Linked DNA regions of Mus musculus: all the other regions are linked to region 5. The links are chromatin contacts, called in public promoter capture Hi-C maps. All regions are on one chromosome and are shown on one strand. The core of a region is the stretch at or near the end of the contact, and the rest is flanking DNA. Distances in the headings are between cores, read along the strand shown. Region 1 holds the start of Pla1a (phospholipase A1 member A). Region 2 holds the start of Adprh (ADP-ribosylarginine hydrolase). Region 3 holds the start of Cox17 (cytochrome c oxidase assembly protein 17, copper chaperone). Region 4 holds the start of Tmem39a (transmembrane protein 39a). Region 5 holds the start of Ccdc58 (coiled-coil domain containing 58). Region 6 holds the start of Gsk3b (glycogen synthase kinase 3 beta).

The links. Promoter capture Hi-C pulls out the DNA fragments that hold promoters and counts their contacts. Capture Hi-C pulls out chosen DNA fragments and counts their contacts.
Region 1: a promoter capture Hi-C map of liver shows a contact between it and region 5, with 3 times the contacts expected there. The contact joins the promoter of Pla1a here to the promoter of Ccdc58 in region 5. A contact is called at or near these places in 1 of 39 promoter capture datasets (liver) and 1 of 9 other capture datasets (adipose tissue).
Region 2: a contact with region 5 is called in a promoter capture Hi-C map of liver, with 2.7 times the contacts expected there. The contact joins the promoter of Adprh here to the promoter of Ccdc58 in region 5. A contact is called at or near these places in 5 of 39 promoter capture datasets (3T3-L1-derived adipocytes, the C10 cell line, liver and 1 more).
Region 3: a contact with region 5 is called in a promoter capture Hi-C map of liver, with 5 times the contacts expected there. The contact joins the promoter of Cox17 here to the promoter of Ccdc58 in region 5. A contact is called at or near these places in 1 of 39 promoter capture datasets (pre-B cells), 1 of 484 Hi-C or Micro-C datasets (CD4 T cells) and 1 of 9 other capture datasets (liver).
Region 4: a promoter capture Hi-C map of pre-B cells shows a contact between it and region 5, with 10 times the contacts expected there. The contact joins the promoter of Tmem39a here to the promoter of Ccdc58 in region 5. A contact is called at or near these places in 3 of 39 promoter capture datasets (cranial neural crest, liver and pre-B cells), 1 of 484 Hi-C or Micro-C datasets (pre-B cells), 1 of 115 datasets of contacts at active chromatin or transcription factors (astrocytes) and 1 of 9 other capture datasets (liver).
Region 6: a promoter capture Hi-C map of pre-B cells shows a contact between it and region 5, with 4 times the contacts expected there. The contact joins the promoter of Gsk3b here to the promoter of Ccdc58 in region 5. A contact is called at or near these places in 3 of 39 promoter capture datasets (the C10 cell line, liver and pre-B cells) and 1 of 9 other capture datasets (adipose tissue).

What each region holds. Positions count from the first base shown.
Region 1 is chr16:38,431,758-38,434,976 of GRCm38.p6, forward strand. It overlaps Pla1a (phospholipase A1 member A), which reads right to left and starts at 1,388. Exons shown (of 11, transcript NM_134102.4): 1 at 1,047-1,388. The coding sequence starts at 1,119. Gm36333 (a long non-coding RNA gene) reads left to right here and starts at 1,459. Exons shown (of 2, transcript XR_384843.4): 1 at 1,459-1,746.
Region 2 is chr16:38,450,560-38,453,994 of GRCm38.p6, forward strand. Adprh (ADP-ribosylarginine hydrolase) reads right to left here and starts at 2,130. Exons shown (of 4, transcript NM_007414.3): 1 at 1,970-2,130.
Region 3 is chr16:38,345,556-38,349,159 of GRCm38.p6, forward strand. It overlaps Cox17 (cytochrome c oxidase assembly protein 17, copper chaperone), which reads left to right and starts at 1,444. Exons shown (of 3, transcript NM_001017429.2): 1 at 1,444-1,652. The coding sequence starts at 1,546.
Region 4 is chr16:38,561,446-38,564,557 of GRCm38.p6, forward strand. Tmem39a (transmembrane protein 39a) reads left to right here and starts at 1,369. Exons shown (of 9, transcript NM_026407.3): 1 at 1,369-1,685; 2 at 2,670-2,856. The coding sequence starts at 2,744.
Region 5 is chr16:36,069,790-36,072,921 of GRCm38.p6, forward strand. Ccdc58 (coiled-coil domain containing 58) reads left to right here and starts at 1,871. Exons shown (of 5, transcript NM_198645.2): 1 at 1,871-2,348. The coding sequence starts at 2,298. Fam162a (family with sequence similarity 162, member A) reads right to left here and starts at 1,772. Exons shown (of 5, transcript NM_027342.2): 1 at 1,681-1,772. The coding sequence starts at 1,714.
Region 6 is chr16:38,087,352-38,090,764 of GRCm38.p6, forward strand. Gsk3b (glycogen synthase kinase 3 beta) reads left to right here and starts at 1,650. Exons shown (of 11, transcript NM_019827.7): 1 at 1,650-3,262. The coding sequence starts at 3,175. It overlaps BC031361 (cDNA sequence BC031361), which reads right to left and starts at 1,909. Exons shown (of 1, transcript NR_033221.1): 1 at 1-1,909.

The sequences.
Region 1 (3,219 bases), core at 138-2,637, 2.4 Mb after region 5:
GCCGGCTCAGCGTGTACTCCCCCAGTTCATTGCTGCTCACTGGGCAGGGGTGCAGTACCATTCACTAAGCCTGTCCTACATGGACTAAATGTACGCAAGAGACTGGAGCCCCAGACCCACCCCTTATAGGAACAAACAACCAAGGGAGACAAAAACCCCACAGGAAGCCGAGGAAAAGCTGCCTAGGGTGTAAGGAGAGAATAGATCTGTGTGATCCGGACTTTGGAACACATTTGGAAATGCTGAGCAGGGCAGTGAATTGCTTTGAGGAAAGACCCCTCCCAAGAGGCAAAGGCTAGAAATAGCGCTGTCTGAGCAAGTCCCGGTGGGCGTTCAGAAGCTGAGAGATGGGAACCCTCTTAGGGGAGGACAGAAAAGCAGTCTGTGGTTGGGAGGTGGAGACACGAGACCCTTCTGATTGTTCTGCCTGTGTGCAGGCCTGTGAGGTGTGTGTGTGCATACATATGTGAGTGCATGTGTGCGAGTGTGTGTGTGTGTATGACAAAAATGTTCTTGAACTTTCCCAAAAGTTAGTTTGGCAAACTTAAAAGTAACTACAGCCGGGTGTGGTGGCGCACGCCTTTAATCCCAGCACTTGGGAGGCAGAGGCAGGTGGATTTCTGAGTTTGAGGCCAGCCTGGTCTACAGAGTGAGTTCCAGGACAGCCAGGGCTATACAGAGAAACCCTGTCTTGAAAAAAAAAATTTAAAAAGTAACTACATAGAAAACAGTAGCCGTTAGTAGGATGAAAATTAATATTGAGAGTTAGTCAAAGGTAATTTTTGTTACAGTCACTTTGGCTTGAACAAGGTGAAAAGGGTTATAATTCGGATTTTAGAAAAATGAGTCAGGAGATGGGGGAAGTTCAGTTTTGGTGTCCCAAGAAGGCACTGGTCTCACCACTAATTCCCGTTATGATAAGAGGGTTTTCCCCTTTCTTTTAAAATCGCCGCCAGAGATAAAGAACTTTTAGGGGACCTTCCAAAGTCAGTGCTGTGTAAGAGGACAGTTTAAGAAATAAGGTTCCACCCAAGCCCTTGGCTTACCTGAACTTCCAATGCTGAGCCATAAAAGTGGTCCCCACAACCAGAAGCATGTCTCCCAGAGGCCAGGACGCATCGTGGAGCTGGAGTCCTGGAGCCAGAATGAAGGAGAGTCCCCAAGCCTGGGATGTCACATGGCCCAGCCTTCAAGCAAACATGTAACACCCACTTGGGACTTAGGAATCATTAACTGGCTCTGTGGCTTGTAAAATAAATAAATAAATAAATAAACCTTCCTATTTGTTTAACCTCTGGAGTTTTCAGTTTCCTCTTCTCAATGAAAATGAGCCAACCTTCCCACTTTTTTTTTTTTAAGCAGGGGACATTGAAACATACCGTTCTTCCTCTCTGCACCAAAGAAGATCAGGAAGTGACTTTTTCCCATTATGAAATCTCAGTGATGGCCCAAGGCAGCCTTTCATCTCCCAGTGGTTACAAAACTCTCACCGTAATGGAATTTCTGTGGACATATTTGTCCCTGGGATACTGAGCAGCTGGAGGCTGGAAAGCTCTTTCACTTTTGGATCCCTAGGGAACCTCACCCGGTGTGCAGCCAATGACACACGTATGGGTACGTTTATGGGACAGAGTAAAGGGAGATCCAATTTGCTTCTGCAAAGTACTGCTGCCTTCCACAGCCTCTCGAGGTTAGGAAGTCAAGTCCAACCCAAGAGAAGAGACATCTTGATGCCTGAGCTCACAGGTAAAGAACCAAGAGCAGGAGATGTGAGTGACGTGGGAACACTATTGATGGATGTGGTCTAGCCTGGGTTTGGAGCCAGGGAGTCTGTCCTCTCGTGCTGCCACCTCACTCCAGGGGTAGTGGAGACCACAGAATCTGATATTTTTGCAGGCTAGAGCAGGGCAGGGCCCTTCCTGGGTCAGTGTTCCTGCAACAGGAGCACACCATTACAAGGCGGAGAGCCGGAAGCAGGCAAGCATCATCTTTCGGAAGAGTAGCTTTGTGAAGGAGTGCTGTTGGCACACATGCTTTCCAGCCCTGTCCGGGAACATCCAGAGCGTACAAAGGTGATACCGGGTAGGGGGTTAGAGCTGGACAGGTTATACCAGAACAGAGCCACTGCCCTGGGTGTATCCATGGGCAGCCTAGCAATTGTGAGTACCTGGTTCAGTGACAGACTCTGTCTTGAAAGATAGTAGAAGTCAGCAGACATGGATCTCTGCCACACACATACACACACACACACACACACACACACGAAGTAAAATTTGAAATGTATGAAAATTTATGGTGAAGAATGAATCTCCTACCCACTGTTGTCTCTTCCTTCCAGTTCCAGAGTCCATAGAAAGCCACCATTTTCATTTGTTGTTTTTTTTTTATTTATTTTTATTGTAGATTCTTATGCAATAATTCCTGACCATTTTTTCCTCCCTCCACTCCCCCCAGCTCTTCCCCACATGCTCGTTCCCTGAGATCTACTCCCCATCTCTTTCCTCTTCAGAAGGCCTCTAAGAGATGACAGCCAAATGGAGCAAAGCAAGATGACAATAAGACAAAGCAAAAAGCCCTCATATCGAGGCTAGACAAAGCAACCCAAAATAAGGGAAAGAGTCTCAAGGACAGGCAAATGAGTCACAGATCCAGTGTTAGGAGTCCCACAAAAGCACCAAGCTGACGGCCATGACGTATGTATATGCAGAGGGCCTGGTGCAGATGCATGCAGGCCCCAAGCTTGGTGTTTCGCTCTTTTAAGTCCTGTTTAGTTGACTGAGTGAGTGCCAAGCCCAGCATGGCCTTGGAGGGGACAGAATAACATGGTCCCTGCCTCTGAGACAAGGCCAGCACATCTGAGCCTCTATGAATGTTGATGGCTGCCATGGGCCTAAGGCTTGTTTGTATAATAATGTACATACCTTACATTCCTCCTTTAAGGAATGTCCTCCCTGTTAACATTAATGATTCCATGATAATCTGAGAGGACAAGTCCAAAGGTGAAGGTGTGTCCATGTCTTAGCAAAATGGTAAAGGCTGGGACCTTCAGGACAGCCCTTAAGGCTGTGGAAAGGACTTTTAAAACATGAGTTCAAAATATATAATTTCTCAACTGTGCAAAATACAAGGACACAATATGAATTATGAGAGGCTTCACGAAACTAAAGGAAACACACTATGTGCTAGCTTGTCAGAATGATACAAAGGCAGGCATATACG
Region 2 (3,435 bases), core at 880-3,379, 2.4 Mb after region 5:
CCATTCGATCGTCTTCTATGAGGGATTTGCTGCTCGAGGGTCTTAAGCAAGAGTAAGTCAGTCATCGTGGAGAGAATGCAGCTCTGTAAATATTAAGAGAACTGAATCAGGCCACAGAGCTAGCGGGGAGGGCTGGGACTCTATCACAGCCCAAAGCTCGACTCCAAAGCTTGTCTCCAGCTGTGTCGTGGTCTCTCGAGGAGTGGCCAGCCCATTAAAACCCACAGGTCAAGCCAGGCCTGCCATCTTCTCCATCACCTGATATTCGCTTTGGAAGATCTCTCTCTCTTTTGTGCGGAGAGTGACACTACAGCTAACTGTTTACAGATGAGGAAATGGAAGCTAAGTTTACATAATCAATAGGTACAGACCATGGAATCCGACCTAGTTCCCTGCCGCCAGAATGCTTCATATTACATGGTCTGGGCCCTGGCCTTAACTTTGGGCTCAGGTAAAGTGATAATGGAAAAACCCAGATGTGTAATGAGGGATGAATGAATGAATGAATGAATTTCCATAAAGTACATAGTGAGCACAACTTTGTGATTATTTTTATTATCCATCTACAACCAATTCTATAAGCAATTTTCCCTTTACCAGCAATATTTAAAAATTTTTAAATGATTTAGTTTTATTTACATATTCTAGTTTATATTCAGTTTTATTTACATACTCTAGTTTTTTGGCTTCACTGGTATCTGTGTGAGGGTGTTGGGCCCCCTGGAACTGGCTCTGTGAGCTGCCATGTGGGTGCTGGGAATTGAACCTGAGCCCCTCTGGAAGAACAGCCAGTGCTCTCAAACTGCTGAGCCATGTCTCCAGCCCCTTGTCTGTCTTCTATATGGTAAAAGTTCTATAGTGCCGGGCTGCAAATGCTATTCCCACCACAAATGAAATCCTTGCTAAAGCCCTGGCTTCCCGGTGTACACATTTTCTACTCTACTCAGGCCAGGGCTCCATGACACCCATTCCGTGTGGTGATTCAGTGTTCCACTGTCTGCCCCCTCCACGCACCCAGCCTCCCCATGAACAGGGGCAAACACTCTTAGGGGCAAAAAGACCTAGCTCACCCCTGCCCTCAGCCCAAGCTCTTCCCATCCACCTGTCTTTCTTCCTCTAACCGCCATTTTAGGTTTAGTTCAAGCCCAGGTACCTCCACCATCCATCTAGTCACACTGCTCAGGTCTAGGGCACAGGCCAGCAGAGACCTGGAGAAGCAGTTAAGGGTAAAGATCTGGCTTTTCCATGCTTGATCCTGATTACATGTGTGTGTGTGTGTGTGTGTGTGTGTGTGTGTGTGTTGTGTGTGTGTGGTGTTGTGTGTGTGTGTTTTATGTATAAATAACGGCTAGGAACTAGAGTTCTGTAGTCTCTTGTGTTAGCTCTGTGACCACTAACAATCCTCTCACGCTGGAGTTTCCCATCTGTTTCCCATCTGTGGGGGAGGAAGGCCTCGTTCTCCGAGGTCCTGTTTTGGCCCAGGTTTTCGAAGCCCTAGCTTTGTTAACCTCTGAGAACTAAGGACTAACGCCCCCACCTTCTCCTCCCAATGCTCCAGGTTCCCTTTTTGAGCTCTCCATGGAAGAGTGTGGGAACCTACGGAGGAAGTAGCCAGTATCTTTTCTCTTTGAAATTCCTTTTCACCTTGGCACATGCATCCATCCTGGCCCAGACCCACCCTTCAGAAGTCATTATTCCTTAACCCACTCTAAACGGGCACAGGTGACAAAGCCATCAAACTATACAATCAAAGCCGAAGTACACTTCGGGATTTCCCATTGGTTTCCTGGCCTGGGTAGAAAGAGGAATAGGGAGAGGGGATGAGGGGAGGGGAGGCCGCGATGCACTCAGGAAAGTCTTGGTGGCCACTTTGAGGACACTGGCCTAGCACCAGTCTGGAGGTGAGAGCGGGACCGAGCGGGTACTAAGGTCAGTAAGAGGAGAGTGGCTCGGGGACTCCTGGCTGTACCTGCTGAGGCGGAGCTGAGAGCGTGGGGCGGGATCGGGGTGGTCCAGAGCCGAGGGCAGGATTGCCCGAGCTGGAGGCGGGGTACCGGGCGCAGGAGTCCTGCTGTGGGCACCCAAGCCAAAAGCCGAACAGGGGCGGAGCCGCGGGCCGGGCGGGTCGCTGGCGCACAGCGGCTTCCGGCGGAGCTGCGTCCTCCCGCGTCCTCCGCACTGGACGGAAGGAGGAAGGGGCGGTGCTGGGGGCGCCCAAGCCTTGCGCATCAGCTCGGGAACCGCTCCGCGCTGCGTGTGGGCCGAGTGGAGTGGTGTCCGGCCAGCCTCGTGCTCGCCCTGCCAGGGTTCTGCCCTGCCAGGGTTCTGCCCCGCGGACCGTTGGACTCCCAGAGCCTGGTACCCACCGCCCAGAGCGGCTTGGGCTCACCGATTCTAACCCTAGTCCGTTCAGCCGTGGTTCTGCGTGCTCTCCACAGAAGGGTTTCAAACGGGAGCTTAGAGGGGAACTCTTAAGGTTCTTTCCCCTAAATTATGACTCTGGATTTGTTAAAACCCTAAGGTGGCAATGGCGGCGTTGAGCCCAGATGTCAGGTTCCGAGAATAAACGTGTGCCAGTGAACACTCCCCCGTACCCTCGACCCAGCTCGGTACAGCCTCGTCTCCGGAAAGGCACAAATCGGGCCTTGTGCTTAAATGGAGTATCTGCTTCTATACAGTGACCCTGACGCACATCAAAGATCCTGCTTTGACTCCTTAGACTTAAGATCAGAACATGTCTGCTCAAAAATTTCAGACCTACTCCCAAGAACTCACATCCCCTCTTCTATGTCTTCAAAACAGAAAAAAAGGAAAGACTTATCTGGGAAGGAAACTTGAACTGAACATTTAACATCTATTAATTTTGGCGTTGGTGACTCTATTCTTGTGTAAATAAATCTATTAATCACAATAATAAAGGAGGTGTTCACGTGGAGTTTAGGGACTTTTATTAAGCAAAAATAAATTGATAAGTCATAGGAAAGTTAATATATTTAATAAATGTGTGTGTGTTGCTTGGAAGGGTAAGCATCAAATTGCAAATAATTAGAAGAGGAACAAGAAGCTTTCCGAGTAAAGAGAGGAATGAAGGAAAATTAAATTTTGATTTATTTTTTGAGACTAGGCTGGTCTCAAACTCGTGATCCTCCTGCCTCTACCTTTAGAATGCTAGAATTTCAGTCTTACAACACCACACCTAGTTTATATCTTTTAGAATATTTTTTCTATATTATATCTAAAGATATTTTAGAGAAAAATAGAAACTAGATGTTACCCCTGATACATATATCAGTCTTTATGGTATGCATATGATTTTAAAACAATGGGGTCATTTTTTAAATAGAATTTTATATCCTTTCTTAAAAACTGGCTTTATCAACTACTAATGTGACTCCAAATGTCCACAAACATTAACACTTCCACAATAAGCCAACT
Region 3 (3,604 bases), core at 194-2,693, 2.3 Mb after region 5:
TATGTAGCTCTGAATGAATCATATGCCCTTCTGAACCTCCGTTTGTTATGAAGATTAAATGCCTCTCACGCTCAACTCTATACAGGGAAGCTGTGATGCTGAAGATTATATTGATCCTAGTTGAATTTAAGAAATGCCAGGAAAAGGCATTTTTAATTCTGTTAATTGGTATAATGACAAATATCTGATTGCACAATTAATAAAACCAGTTTAGGAGCTGAGGGTATGTAACCCAGTTTGTAGACTATTTGCCTAACATGCAGGAAGTCCTTATATACCAGGAAAGGATGGCACACACTTGTAATTCCAACATTTAATAATCAGTTCAGGGTCATCCACAGATCATTCAAGGCCAGCTTAGGCTAGAGACTTTGTCTATAAATATTTATATTAAAATTAAAACCACTTTTTTGGGTGTGTGTGAAGAAATGGCTCACTGGTTAAGAGTATTGGCTGCTCTTCTGGAGATTCTGAGTTCAATTCCCAGCAATTACATGGTGGCTCATGACTATCTGTGATGAGATCTGATGCCCTCTTCTGGTGTGTCTGAAGACAGCTACAGTGTACTCAGATACATACAATAAATAACTACAAACCACTTTTTTCCTGACCTACAGCTAGTTTAAGGAAGCCACTCAATGCTGTACATCTTAGTGAACTTGAATACAATTAGAATGGTTGATTTGAAGCAATGGAGCTCTACTGAGGGGGTTACACTTTCAGTATCAGTTACCATGTCATTTACTTATCCAAAACACACACACACACACACACACACACACACACACACACACAGAGAGAGAGAGAGAGAGAGAGAGAGAGAGAGAGAGAGAGAAACAGAGACAGAGAGACAGAGACAGCCCATCACAGTTGTTGAAAGTAGAAAAAAATCTTATCTTCTTTCATGACTACTGTGTCATGATATATTATCTGAAAATTTAGCATATATGCCGGAGAGAAATAGGAGGTAGGGGGCCTTTGTATCTGTATCTGCAGAATGTCTACAAAGCAGGAAGGAAGAAAGACCATAAAATATCCCAGGGTGGAACCCGGATCTGCTACTGCTTGTCCAGTACCAAAAGGTCAGCCCTGAAAATACGAATACAGTTAGCATTATACTGGACTGAATGGGTCATATAGGAATATATGTATGCATGTATACATATAAGCATGCAATAACAATTAGGGAGGAAAAGGCCATGAATTTGAAGGATAGTGGGGAATGGGTATGTATATGTAAGGATTTGTAGAAAGGAAAGGGAAAGGGAAAATGATGTAATTAAATTACAATCTCAAAAACAAAACAAAAACAAAAACCATTCTGGGTGACCTTTTAACCTTTGCGCCAGCGCTGACGCCACGCCCTTGGAGCGAGGCCTTGTACCACTTCTTTTGCGCACGCGCTTCTTAGACTTACTTCCGTCCGGAGAGGCGGGACTTCCTGTCCCCCTTCGATTGACTGCGGAAGTGGAGACAGACGGCTCAGGGTAGTCGGAGTTTGGGAGCTTTGCGCGTGTGCGCTCATAGTTGCTTTCGCCTGGAAAGATGCCGGGACTGGCGGCCGCTAGCCCTGCCCCGCCCGAGGCTCAGGAGAAGAAGCCACTGAAGCCCTGCTGTGCCTGCCCGGAAACCAAGAAGGCGCGTGATGCGTGGTCAGTGCGTAGCCCGGGAGGGAAGCCCGGGCTTTAGCAGCTCGGCTCCACTCTGCTCTCTGGGACTCTGGAGATGCAGGGACCCATAGTTCCGCTGTCCTCTCTGCTCCCTGATCCCGCACCCCAGTCTCAGTTAGGGGTCAACGGAGAGGGCAAGAGGTTACATTGATCCCAAGGTTCTCGTCCTTCATTCCTTACTACGATTGCATTTTAGTCTTCTTAGGGATAAGACCCAGATAAATAGAAGTGCGTAAAGATGCTTCTTGATTTAAAGGCATTTAAAATATGTGGAGATTTGTTACCAGCCAATACTATACCACCAGCTGTGATAGATTTACTAAGACCTAGGTGTAAATTTTTCAGGTAATCTTTAGTAATTTTTTTTTTTTTTGGTCGAAACGTGTGAATAGTAGAACACAGGATACATTTCTGAAGGGATACCCTTTCCAAGAAGTTAAAAGTCAACCTGTCTGGAGCTGGAGAGATGGCTAAGTGGATAAAAGCCCTGGTTGACCTTCCAGAGGGCCTAGTTTCGATTCCCAGCACCCACACGACTGTTAACAATCTTGTGTAATTCCAACCCCAGAATAATCTGACACCCCCTTCTAGCTATTGCGGGCACTGCACACACATGGTGTGCAGGCAAAACACCTATACACATAAAAACAAATTGTAAAACTTGTCTACAGGACAGAGGTGATATTAATGTTCATCGACTTTATCATCAAGTCACAAAAGGTTTTGTTTGGTCTCCTCCCTTTTATGTAGCCTGGGTTCTGGGGCAGATACTGAAGTCCTCAGTGTGGCTATGCATCTCCATCTTCTCCCATCAAAGCAGAAAAATACTCGGAGAAACAAATATGGATTCTCATGGTGTGATTTCATTACCGGAGAGACTGAAACAGTTTTAAGTCTAGCCTGAACATCCGAGTGAGACCATGTCTCAAAATAAAAATAGAAAAATACACAAAACAAAGTATTCCTTGGTATTGTAAGGTAATAAGAGTGTAACCAGTTATTATTATCACTACCTATAAATGGAGAATTTAAAGATCGATCTGATACCAAGGTTCTTGAAATACCAAGGTAACCTGCTTAAGGAGACTTTGGTGTGGCTCAAGACTCAGAGCTTAGAAATACAGTCAGGCTTTGAATCTTCTCCCTCCAAGTTGGTGACCTTATGCAAGGTACTTAACAAGTCTGCTTCACACGTGTGTTGAACGAGTCCCGCATTTCTGTAAGGTTTAGCAGTGGGTGTCGGTGGTAAGGGGAAGCTAGCTGTTATACGGAACTCACTGTCACACCCAGTCTTCTCATCTGCTGGTAAGGATGGTAATAGGAGAACCTCTTATTCTTTTTGAGACAGGGTTTTGCCATGTAGCCCAAGCTGGCCTCCTCCTGAGGAGTCTCCTGTCTTAGCTTCCCGAGCATGATTACAGGGGTGTTTCAGTACATTTGGGCTCTTGTGACTACTCTTAGGATTTTATCATCACAGACCCTTAACCTTCTGAAGAACGATTCATCTTGGTTGCTCGTGGCTACCAGATCTCTTTTGATGTTTATGTTGTTGGGTGTTTAATGATTAAAGGTAGGCTTAGGTATTTGGATGTAAGAGGAAAAGGAGAAACAGGAAGTTAATTTCTGTGTGATAGGAGGACCAAACGTTAGACTCTTTCCTCGTCATTTTATGTAAATATTCAGTTTATTTCATTATAAAGAAATGTTTATTATTCCTTGGGTATAGAATAAAGGCATCATTTGCTACACATAATTATTTCATCTAATTAGAACCTTCCCCAGACAACAACAAAAACAAACGTTAAGACCTTAGTTCTATGGAACACTTTTGTGGGAACAGAACCATCTTAAGAGCAAATACCAGAGAGCAAAGGAGCTGAGCTGGTTGGTGTAGTAGGGATTTGTTTGTCACTCCAGCTACATCTGCACGTGCC
Region 4 (3,112 bases), core at 119-2,618, 2.5 Mb after region 5:
ATGTGCAACTATCTTTGGGTGCATATGGTCAGGACTGGTACAGCCAGGTCCTGTCATTGTGATTTTTGTTTGTTTTCATTTTCAAACACCTCCATCATGAAGGCCACAGTGGTTACACCTTTCTATACTGACACCAACTGTGAGTAAGGATCCTTCTCCTCTCCATCCTAGCCAACATTTTGATTTATTTATATCTATTTATCTTTTTTCTTGATGATAGCAAATCTGACTGAGGTGAGATGGCATCTCAATGTAGTTATAATTTGCATCCCCCTGGCCTCCACCGGCACACCAGGCTTATTCTTCTTTATTTTACCTTTTTCTACTTTAAAGATTTATTTATTTTATATATGTGAGTGCACTGTAGCTGTCTTCAGACACACCAGATGAGGGCATCAAGTCCCATTACAGATGGTTGTGAGCCACCATGTGATTTCTGGGAATTGAACTCAGGACCATTCAGTGCTCTTTAACTGCTGAGCCAACTCTCCAGCCCTATCAGGCTTGCTTCATTTTGATATCAAACTACTGACAGTTCTGGGCAACATTGGGCTGCCTATCTTTTTTTTGGGGGGGGGGGTAGGGTGAAGGCTAGGGATTGAACTCAGCATGGTAAAGTAAGCTGTACAATTGAGACTCCATATCTTTTTATTTACCACGTACTGTCCTCGGAAAACAGCTTACTCATCTTTGGAGCTTCAGACCCTTTACAGTATTGGCACTAGTGCCATCCCTGGACCTCAGATGTAGTTTTGTTTCGTTTTTTTTTTTTTTTTTGACACAAGGTTTCTCTGTGTAGCCCTGGCTGTCCTGGAACTCACTCTGTAGACCATGCTGGCCTCGAACTCAGAAATCCACCTGCCTCTGCCTCCCAAGTGCTGGGATTAAAGGCGTGCGCCACCACTGCTCTGCTCAGATATACTTCTAACTGTGAATTTATTGTTCTTAACAGCATTACTGAAGCTTGTTGCTGCGTTCTCTTATTTATTAGACTTAACTTTTCTAGAACTCATTCTTTATTTCTATTATCTACCTAGTTCATTATTTAATATTCAGTCCCTGCAAGGGGCAGGCGTCCGACGTGCTTGTCACAGTCGTTTGCATATGAAAGACGTGATCTTAGGTGGCATCTCCGAATTTCCCTTCTCTTCTCCAAGCATTTCTCTAGACACTAGCTGACTGGAGCCAGGGAAAATTTGGGGAAAAAAACAACCAAAAACCAAACTAACCAACAAACAGAAAAACTCCGCCGGGCACGTATGGGCCGGAAAGCCCGGGCGCCGGAGAGTCCCACTGCGCAGGTGCGCCGGGAGGAGGGCGAGCCAGCTCTGCTGGCCGCAAGCCTGTTTCCGGGGGCCAGCGCGACGCAGAGCTGACGTCATCGCTGTGCGCTGCCACGTCTCCTCAGCTCCCGGGCGATGGAGGCTGAGGATGATGAGTCTTGGTGATGGGGTCGGACTGTGCTTCTGACTTTAGCTCTGGCTCTGGCACGGACTCCCGGTCTGGGTCTGGTAACCTAGCGACCCGAGAGCTTTCTTCGACTGTCCAGTGGGATCCTGCCTGCGTCCCGGCAGCTGTTTTTGGAGCGCTTTAGAGGAGGGAGTGAGTTTGGGTGCCCGGGGTCGCGGCTGTGAAGCCGCCGCCTCCTCCCAGGGATCCCTCTCCGTGGCCAGCCTGTCCCATGCGTGAGTTTTACTTAACCTGCTTTGTCATCTCGCCGGCCCTGGCGTGCTTCGGCTCTTTCGGCCGCCGGCCTGAGACCACTAGGTGATTCCGTCTTGGAGGTTTAGTCCAGTCAAGTTTGTGGTTTCTCGCCTTCCACCTCGAACAATCTTACGCTGATGCGCCCCAGCCTTTTGCCCTCACCGTACTTTCTCTTTAATTGAGCAGGGATCAGCTTTCTTTGCCTTTAACAGTTTGGAGTCTTTGTCCCACCTGGCGTTTGTTAGCCTACAGTGGACTAGGGAACCTCGGATCCCTCTACAGTAGTAATGTTAAGCAAAAAAAAAAATTTTTTTTTTCAGAGTATTTTTAGTCGTATTTAGGAAATACGTGGTATATGTTGGCAGAACCATGTTTGCCGAAATTGAGGAAAACATAATGTCGTCGTCCGCCCACCTCCCCCCTGAAGATCTCTTTAGCCCTTTAATTTTGCACGTTCATTTAATTTCTTAGCGGTTTTACAGAAGCTTTTCTGAAACGGGCAACCATTTGAGTGAAATGAAGAAACAAACTCTGGTTAAATGACTTGGTCAAGGTCAGAAACCTGCGGCAAATCTTAGTCAGATTCCTTGATAACAACCTCATATTTTGGACAGAGATATTTCCTGTATTTCAAGTGATTTTAATGTGAAATTGCAAATTAGAATCGAGTAAGTTGTGGTGTTTCTTGTAGAATGCCACCTTGTAGATTGTAGTCTTGTTTTATTTAAGAAAAAGTCAGCAAGACAAGACACCAGCCGGGAGTTGCCTTAATGCTGAATACAGCTGAGCTCAGAATTTAAACCTCTGACCTTACCCCAGATCCAAGCAGTATATAGGGACAGGAACATTTATTTGAAAATTCAATCTGGATTTTATAAGATCTGCTCACTGAGTTTTAACATTTGCTTGTTATACTGACTTCTAGAAAAAGTTACAATCTTTCTTTCTTTTTTAATATTATTCAGATTTGAAATAAGTTGACAGTCATCAGCCTGGGTGGCAACTTCAGGTGGCACTGGAAATTACCTGGTTCCTGGACATGCCCAGTAGAAGGCGGGGTCCCAGTCGGCAGCAGCTAAGCCGGTCAGCTTTACCTTCCATACAGACGTTGGTCGGCGGCGGCTGTGGCAATGGGACGGGCTTGAGGAACAGGTAAAGAACATATAATTCTATGCTTAACACTTGGCATGATTTGTAATAGCCTGTTATCAGTGAGACTAATACAAAATAATTCTATTCAAATGTTTGCTTATCAAACTTATCACTGAAGTAGGAATTCTGCCTTTGAAGACTGAAAACTTAGTGTTTCACTTTTCAGAGTTCTTTGCAGGTAGAATGATGTTACGCAGGGACCACAAAGTAGAAGTGTCCATTTCTCTTTTCTTTTCCTTCCTTTTCCTTTCCTTTT
Region 5 (3,132 bases), core at 621-3,120:
ACCTTAAGGAGCCCCAGCTGCACCGGGGAGGGTATCTGTGAGACCAGCCTGGTCCACATAGTGAGGTCCATGGCAGCCGGAGCTACATAGTGAATGTCCCAAAAGAAAACAAAAAAGCTCCATCTGGCTATAAGATGGTTAACTTACACATGCGCATATTCCAGCAGCAGCATCAACAGCAGCAAGGAACTCGGATAACACAAACTCACTGCCCTCCTTTGGTGCTGACTTTTATCACCAGGTGGTGCTACACAAGTTATTTAGCCCTGTGATTTATGTTTATTTATAAAGACAGGAGGGAATAAGATTCAAGGGGGGCGCTGTAGAAATCAGATAATGTAAATCAGAAAGCGCTTTTATTAATAAAATAGGTAAAAGTAAAAGAAATCACTGGAAGGTGCTCACAACACACCAGACACTCACAGATCACCTGGCAGTCGTTGCCCATAACATCCTTGGTGTGCTATTAAAACATTCCCCATCGGAAGTAAAATTGTTGTTAAATTGTGCAAGGAAGTCTGTCTTGGTTAGAGGCCCAGCAGAGAAGTTCCAAAACATCAGAAATCTTCCAAGACACTTTAGCTTTCCATGACGTGTGCTACAGTCTAGAAAAGTAACTACTGCCAGTGTTTAAGTGACTTTCACATAACTCACAGGTTGCTGATTCTTTTGCTTGCTCTTTTGAAAACTTTGTAATACTTAATAAACATGCACATCGAGATTTTAGATGATTAGATCTTAACTGATACAAATCAAAACCAGTAAAAGAATGAGTGCTTTTTCTCTTTCTCCGTTTTCTTTCTAGAGCAGAGTGGGTGTGAGTTTTTAAGGGTGTAAGCAATGCTGACCCATTGAAAGGTCTTTCAGTCGGTAAAATCTAACCTCTTCACCGGCTACTCTTTACGCAACTATTCTCCATGTACTATTTTTTTTTTTTTGCATTGCTTCAATTACATTTACAATATACATTACTCCAATAACAAAACGTGGAGCTATTCTTTCTCTAAAAATTTAACAACTCTGTAGTAATTTGATGCCATGGAACAAAGGATAGATCATGAAAGTTCATAAAGATGATCAAAAGGTAAGCTACCCTCTAAAGACCCTCAAGATACAAGCTGCAAACTCTCTGATTTCTCAACTTGATAATTCAAGGCTCTCTAGATTTCCCCGAGGCGGGATACGTTCACGTTACCAGACTCCAAAACACTCAACCGCTCCAATGTTTACTGAGAAAACAGGCTATAGACCTTACGTTATTAGCATAACACTTTCCCCTAAGAGAGTCCCGGCACTTACCGCACTATTGTTTAAAAGTATGTACTACCACCCACAACTTAAGGCAACAATTACTCGTATTCTGTGAGATCTTTGAGTCCCTCACCTAAAGAGGGAGGGACAAGTAGGAAGGCACAAGTAGAATAACGGATAGGAGAAAGTCAGGGTGGAAAGCATTACTTCCGTGGATAACTCTTAATAGGAGCTCACAGGAGGATGGGGACCAGGTGGAGGCATCAAGGCACTAACTTAAGATGGGAGCTGCGTGAATGAGCGCCAGATACCAGGGTCTCGGCCAGCCCCCCGCGTCTGCTAAGGCGCTGCGGTCCTCACACGGTTGCAGTAAGCAGGACACCCCCACCGGCGATGCCCCCTCCTGCCGCCCGCAGACCCGCGTCTCACCAGCCGCCAGGCGCAGGCCGCCGAGGCTCCACATGGCCACCCGCTCCGCCGACGCACAGCACCCCACGGCGGCCGCGGCGCTGGCGCTCAATGTCACCAAGGGCCCGCGTGGGGAGGGCGCTGGCGGGGTGGGCGGGGCGTGCCGGCGTGACGCAGCGGGCGTGCGGGACGTGCGCGACGAGCGGAGGATGCGGCCAAACGCCCTGCCTGCCCGGGCATGATGAAGGCGGAGGAGGGAGGGCGATGTCTGCCAACTGCGAAGCGCTGAGTAGTGTTTTAGGACTGTGCAAGCGAGTCACACACGCGGAGGGACTCGGGACCAGGGCCCTATGGCGTCCGGGCTTCGGGAATGCCCGAAGGAAGCCTGCTTTCCACTTAGCTATGTTTTTAAAAACATCTAGTCATTCTCACCGCTTGCCCACCCTCACCTCCCCAAACGCCGTTAGTTTCTCGACGCTTCTTCGAGGGGCTCATCCCTCATTAGCAACCCGATGCTCTAGGCTTAGCGAGAGGAAAGGCAACCGCCCGGGCTCACGGTATTTGCTGTCAGGCAGCACCGCGGACACCTCTGCTCCACGGTGATTGGTCGGCTGCGGGGGTCCTCGTGTTCGTTCAATATGGCGGCGCCCAGTGGCAGTGTGAACTGTGAAGAGTTCGCCGAGTTCCAGGTGATGAGGTTTTCCACACGTGGCAAGCTTGTCCAGCCTTTTGTCCCCACGTCCCAGTCGGTGCTTTGGTCCGGGAAGGGAGGATAGACAAACTGTAGGAAAAGCAAGTTGCTCAGAGCTTTTTATAGGGGAGCCTTTGGAGGTCATGGGGGCTGGGGGTGGCCTTGGAAAGCGGAGGTGCTCAGCGTAGGAGGTGCCGGAGGCTCACCGGGTCATTCTGGAGCGGTCAGGCCGAGCTCTGAAGCTGTGGGTAGGGATAGTTAATAGTTCAGTAGTTCTCCGAACTTCATTCCCAGCTTCTACCAAAACTCCCCTACTTCTAAGTTGAGATTTTGTGGGAGAGAAAAAGTGAAAGAGACCTTGTGTACTTGATAAAGTATTTGGCATAGTGCCTTTTTATGTGTGTGGTGCGATACAATGAATATTTGGAAGCTTGGGGGAGGGTTAAGTCAAATACTTGGTCTGTGCTATCGCCTTCTTGATCCCGAGAGAAGGTGTAACACTTAAGTCAAATATGTGTCTTTTTTGGTACTAAAAATTTCAAAGGTTGAATAGTTAACCAAGAATTCAAGAATAACGATCCGGATGTTGATCAATTCACAATGATGGTTCTGCTATTAAATTAGAGTTGAAGCTAAACAAAAAAACAAAAAAACAAAAAAACATGACCTTTAAAAGTGTATTTTAAGTAGAGATAGTAAAATTTGTTAAACATGTCATTTCCCTATCTGTAGTAACCGTAATACTTTGAGTAGCTTGTAGGTAGTGGTATTCTTGAAGATAA
Region 6 (3,413 bases), core at 400-2,899, 2.0 Mb after region 5:
TCAAATGACAAAGTTGCCAAGCAAGGCGGCTGCTTTTAAGATTCTTTACCCTCCCCCATGGCATCGGGCTACCTTATAGACGATTTTAATTGTGAAGAACAAGAGTCTCTTCTGCACTTGAGGCATAAAGTCTCCGATAAGGAATGAGATTACAAATTGGCTGCCTGTCGGGCACATTTTCCTGGGATTTTTTACTTTGTTGGTCTACGTGGTTTCGGCATATCGGTTGCCAACACGTCAGATTTAGAGATCACACATAAAACTTCAACGTTATGGTTTTGGTAATTAAAAAAAAAAAAAAAGGAGAATACGATTATTTTAATGGTGGACCCCCTTAAGGGCATGGATGGAACTCCCGTTTCCACATCATCTAACATTCCTATTGTCTTCCACCAGGCCGGTGTCATTCGCTTTATTTGCCAGGCCTCTACAGACATCTGAGTCTGCAAACACTATCCAGACCTTTACTGGCTCCCTTCAAAGCTTACTTTGTTCTGTCCCAAGTCCCTCATCAGATTTTAAAGCAATAGCTAAGCAATCTGATCAAGTACGTGTACTTTTACATGTGCTTTCTGGAGATAGCATCTCAACAGAAAGAGATGACTATGCGGGTGGGTATTACAAGTATCACGGGATTACAGTCAGGATTGCCAGTGTCCACTCTAACTTACTCTAGTCGTAGTAGCCACGCCACACAGCTCTCGGATGGACCAAGGCAATGGTCTCCTTTGTAGAACAATGGACGCTGGACTACATGTGAAACCTACTTAGGCAGCAGTGTGCTGATCATCCAATAACACTAAAAACTGCTGCGAGCAATTCTGACTTGAGCTTCCTCCTAGGATTCGAGGTACTGTCCTGACCACATTTCCCCTCACCTGTTTTCGGGGCTGCTTTTGCGCTGGACAGTCGCGCCCATGGACCGCGCTCATCTAGCATGAGCTCATCTCTCGGGGGCGTTTCCAGAAGGCCTGGTCTGGCCTTGTGCGCCTGCTGCAAAGGGCTCCCCCCCCCCCCCCCACGAGATCAGCGGCCCCCCGCGATGGGCGGGCGCGGCTGCCCAGAGGCTCTCCTTCTCTGGAAGCTTTGTTCCCATTTAAGCGCTAGAGGGTTCGGCCCCGGCCACGGCGCCCTACGTCTTTCAGAGAATAGACGTTCTCATAGGCTCAGCACGCGCGGTGGGGAGCCTCGGGCGCACTTGGTAAGCCGCGCCCCGCGGAGCTCCCGGGAATGGGGACGGCCTCACGCCCCACTAGAGCGCTCGGGGCCCGACCCTCCGACCGCAGCATTGTCGGACCGGGCTGCACAGCCAGCACGAGCGTCGGCTCGGAAAGCAGATGCAGGCCGACCACTCATCCCGTCCGCCCGCTTAGGGACCACCCGAGGCCAATCCCACTGCAGCTAGGTCTTGCGATTGCACAGCAGTGAGCGCCTATTGGCCGCCGCCACGGGCTCCTGCACCCTCCTTCTCCCTTTCGAAGCTCCCCTCCCCCCGCGCTCCAGCTCGACGCTGCAGACCAATGAGATGGCACTTTATAGGTGCCCTCCCTCCGCTTTCTTCTTCTCCCCGCCTCAAAGAGGGAGGGGAGGCTCTGACTGGCCCGATGTCCTCGGAAGCCCCCTTCCCTTCACCAATCACCGAGAAAGGTACACGCCCAGCGGAGTTGTCCAGCCAATGAGGAAACGGGCGCGGCGCCCAGCCGTGCAGTTCCTCCCGCGACTCGGGAGTTTCGCCGTCCTTAACTCTTGAGGCTTTTCCCTGAGGGCCAACAGCTCTGATTGGCCACTGTCGCTATTGTCGACTCTTCTCTCTAGCCAGCCACAGGACAAGGAGAACCCTCTTCCCTTCTGTTCGGCTACCTTCGGCATTCCTCGTTGCTGGGGCGTGGTCTCCCAGCGGCGTCTCCTCATTGGTTATCCAGGTCGCTCGGCTTTTTCCGGCAGGAGCTGCAAGCAAGCGACGTCTCTGATTGGTTCCGGCTTGGGTTTCGGCTCTACAGCCGAAGCTGGCGGGCGCGGGCTCGGCGAGCGATTCCCAGACGCCTGTAACGCGGGCGGCGGGGCGCTGGGCGGTGTAAGGGCTGGGTGGGGGAGGAAGGAGGCGGAGGACGAGTAGGAAGGGGGAGGGGGAGTGGGGAAGGGCTAGGCGGCTGCGCAGACGGCGCGCCTCGCACAGAGCAGCCCCCGACCCGGCCGAATGCGGGCTTGTGTCGCCGCCGTCGCCGCCGCCTGGGCCGAGTGACAAAGGAAGGAAGGCAGCAAGGAGGAGCCGGCCTTGCAGCCGCTGACAGGGCTTCGGGCTCCGGGCACAGCGCGGACACTTCCCGAGCAGCCGCTGAGCAAAGGCGAGGGGCGGAGGCCGGCCGTGCCGGGGCCACGGACGGGGGAGGGGACCCCGAGGGACGGAAGCGGTTGCCTGGTTCCCATGTCCCCGGCGTATGGGGAGCAGTCAGGGAGCCGCTGCCTGGGGTCTGAAGGGAGCTGCCTCCGCCGCCGCTGCCGCCATGGCCGCTGGATCCAGCCACCGCCTGCAGCTGCTCCTGGCGCAATGAGGAGAGGAGCCGCCGCCACCGCCCGCCGCTGACTCGCGACTGCGCTGCCCTCCGGTTCACCCGGCCGCCGCCGCCGTCAGACCGCCGGATCCCGCTGCTGCCGGAGCCGCAGCGTTTGCCGTCGCATCTCCGAGCCATCTCCTCCCTCCTTCCCATCCCCCTTCTCTTCAAGCGTGAGGCTCGTGATCCTTCCGCCGCTTCCCTTCTTCATTGACTCGGAAAAAAATCCCCGAGGAAAAATATAATACTCAGAGTACTTATTTTCAATCAAGTATTTGCCCTCGTTCACGTGATATATATATATTTTTAAGGATTCCACTCCACCCTTTTTCTCCTCTTCCAGGAAAGGGAGGTGAAAGAATTGTATTTTTCTCCCAGCTCTAAATCATCTATGTGTTAAATATCCGTACCGATCTGTCTTGAAGAAATACATAGCTCCTTTTTTTTTTCCTTCTTCTTAAATAGCTATACAAAAGGAGTGAAAAGCCAAGAGAACGAAGTCTTTCTTTCTCTTTCTTGCGGGAGAACTTAATGCTGCATTTATCATTAACCTAGCACCCTAACATAAAACAAAAGGAAGAAAAGGATTAAGGAAGGAAAAGGTGATTCAAGAAGAGCCATCATGTCGGGGCGACCGAGAACCACCTCCTTTGCGGAGAGCTGCAAGCCAGTGCAGCAGCCTTCAGCTTTTGGTAGCATGAAAGTTAGCAGTGAGTATCGATTTTATTTTACACCCTTCCTCCACCTTACCATTTAGATAAGAAACCTCGAAATACCAGGATCTTACACTAACAGACCTGATAGAACAGTCAGTGGTCGTGGAAAAGGGCAAAACCAGCCTTGAGTCAAGAAGAGGCAGGC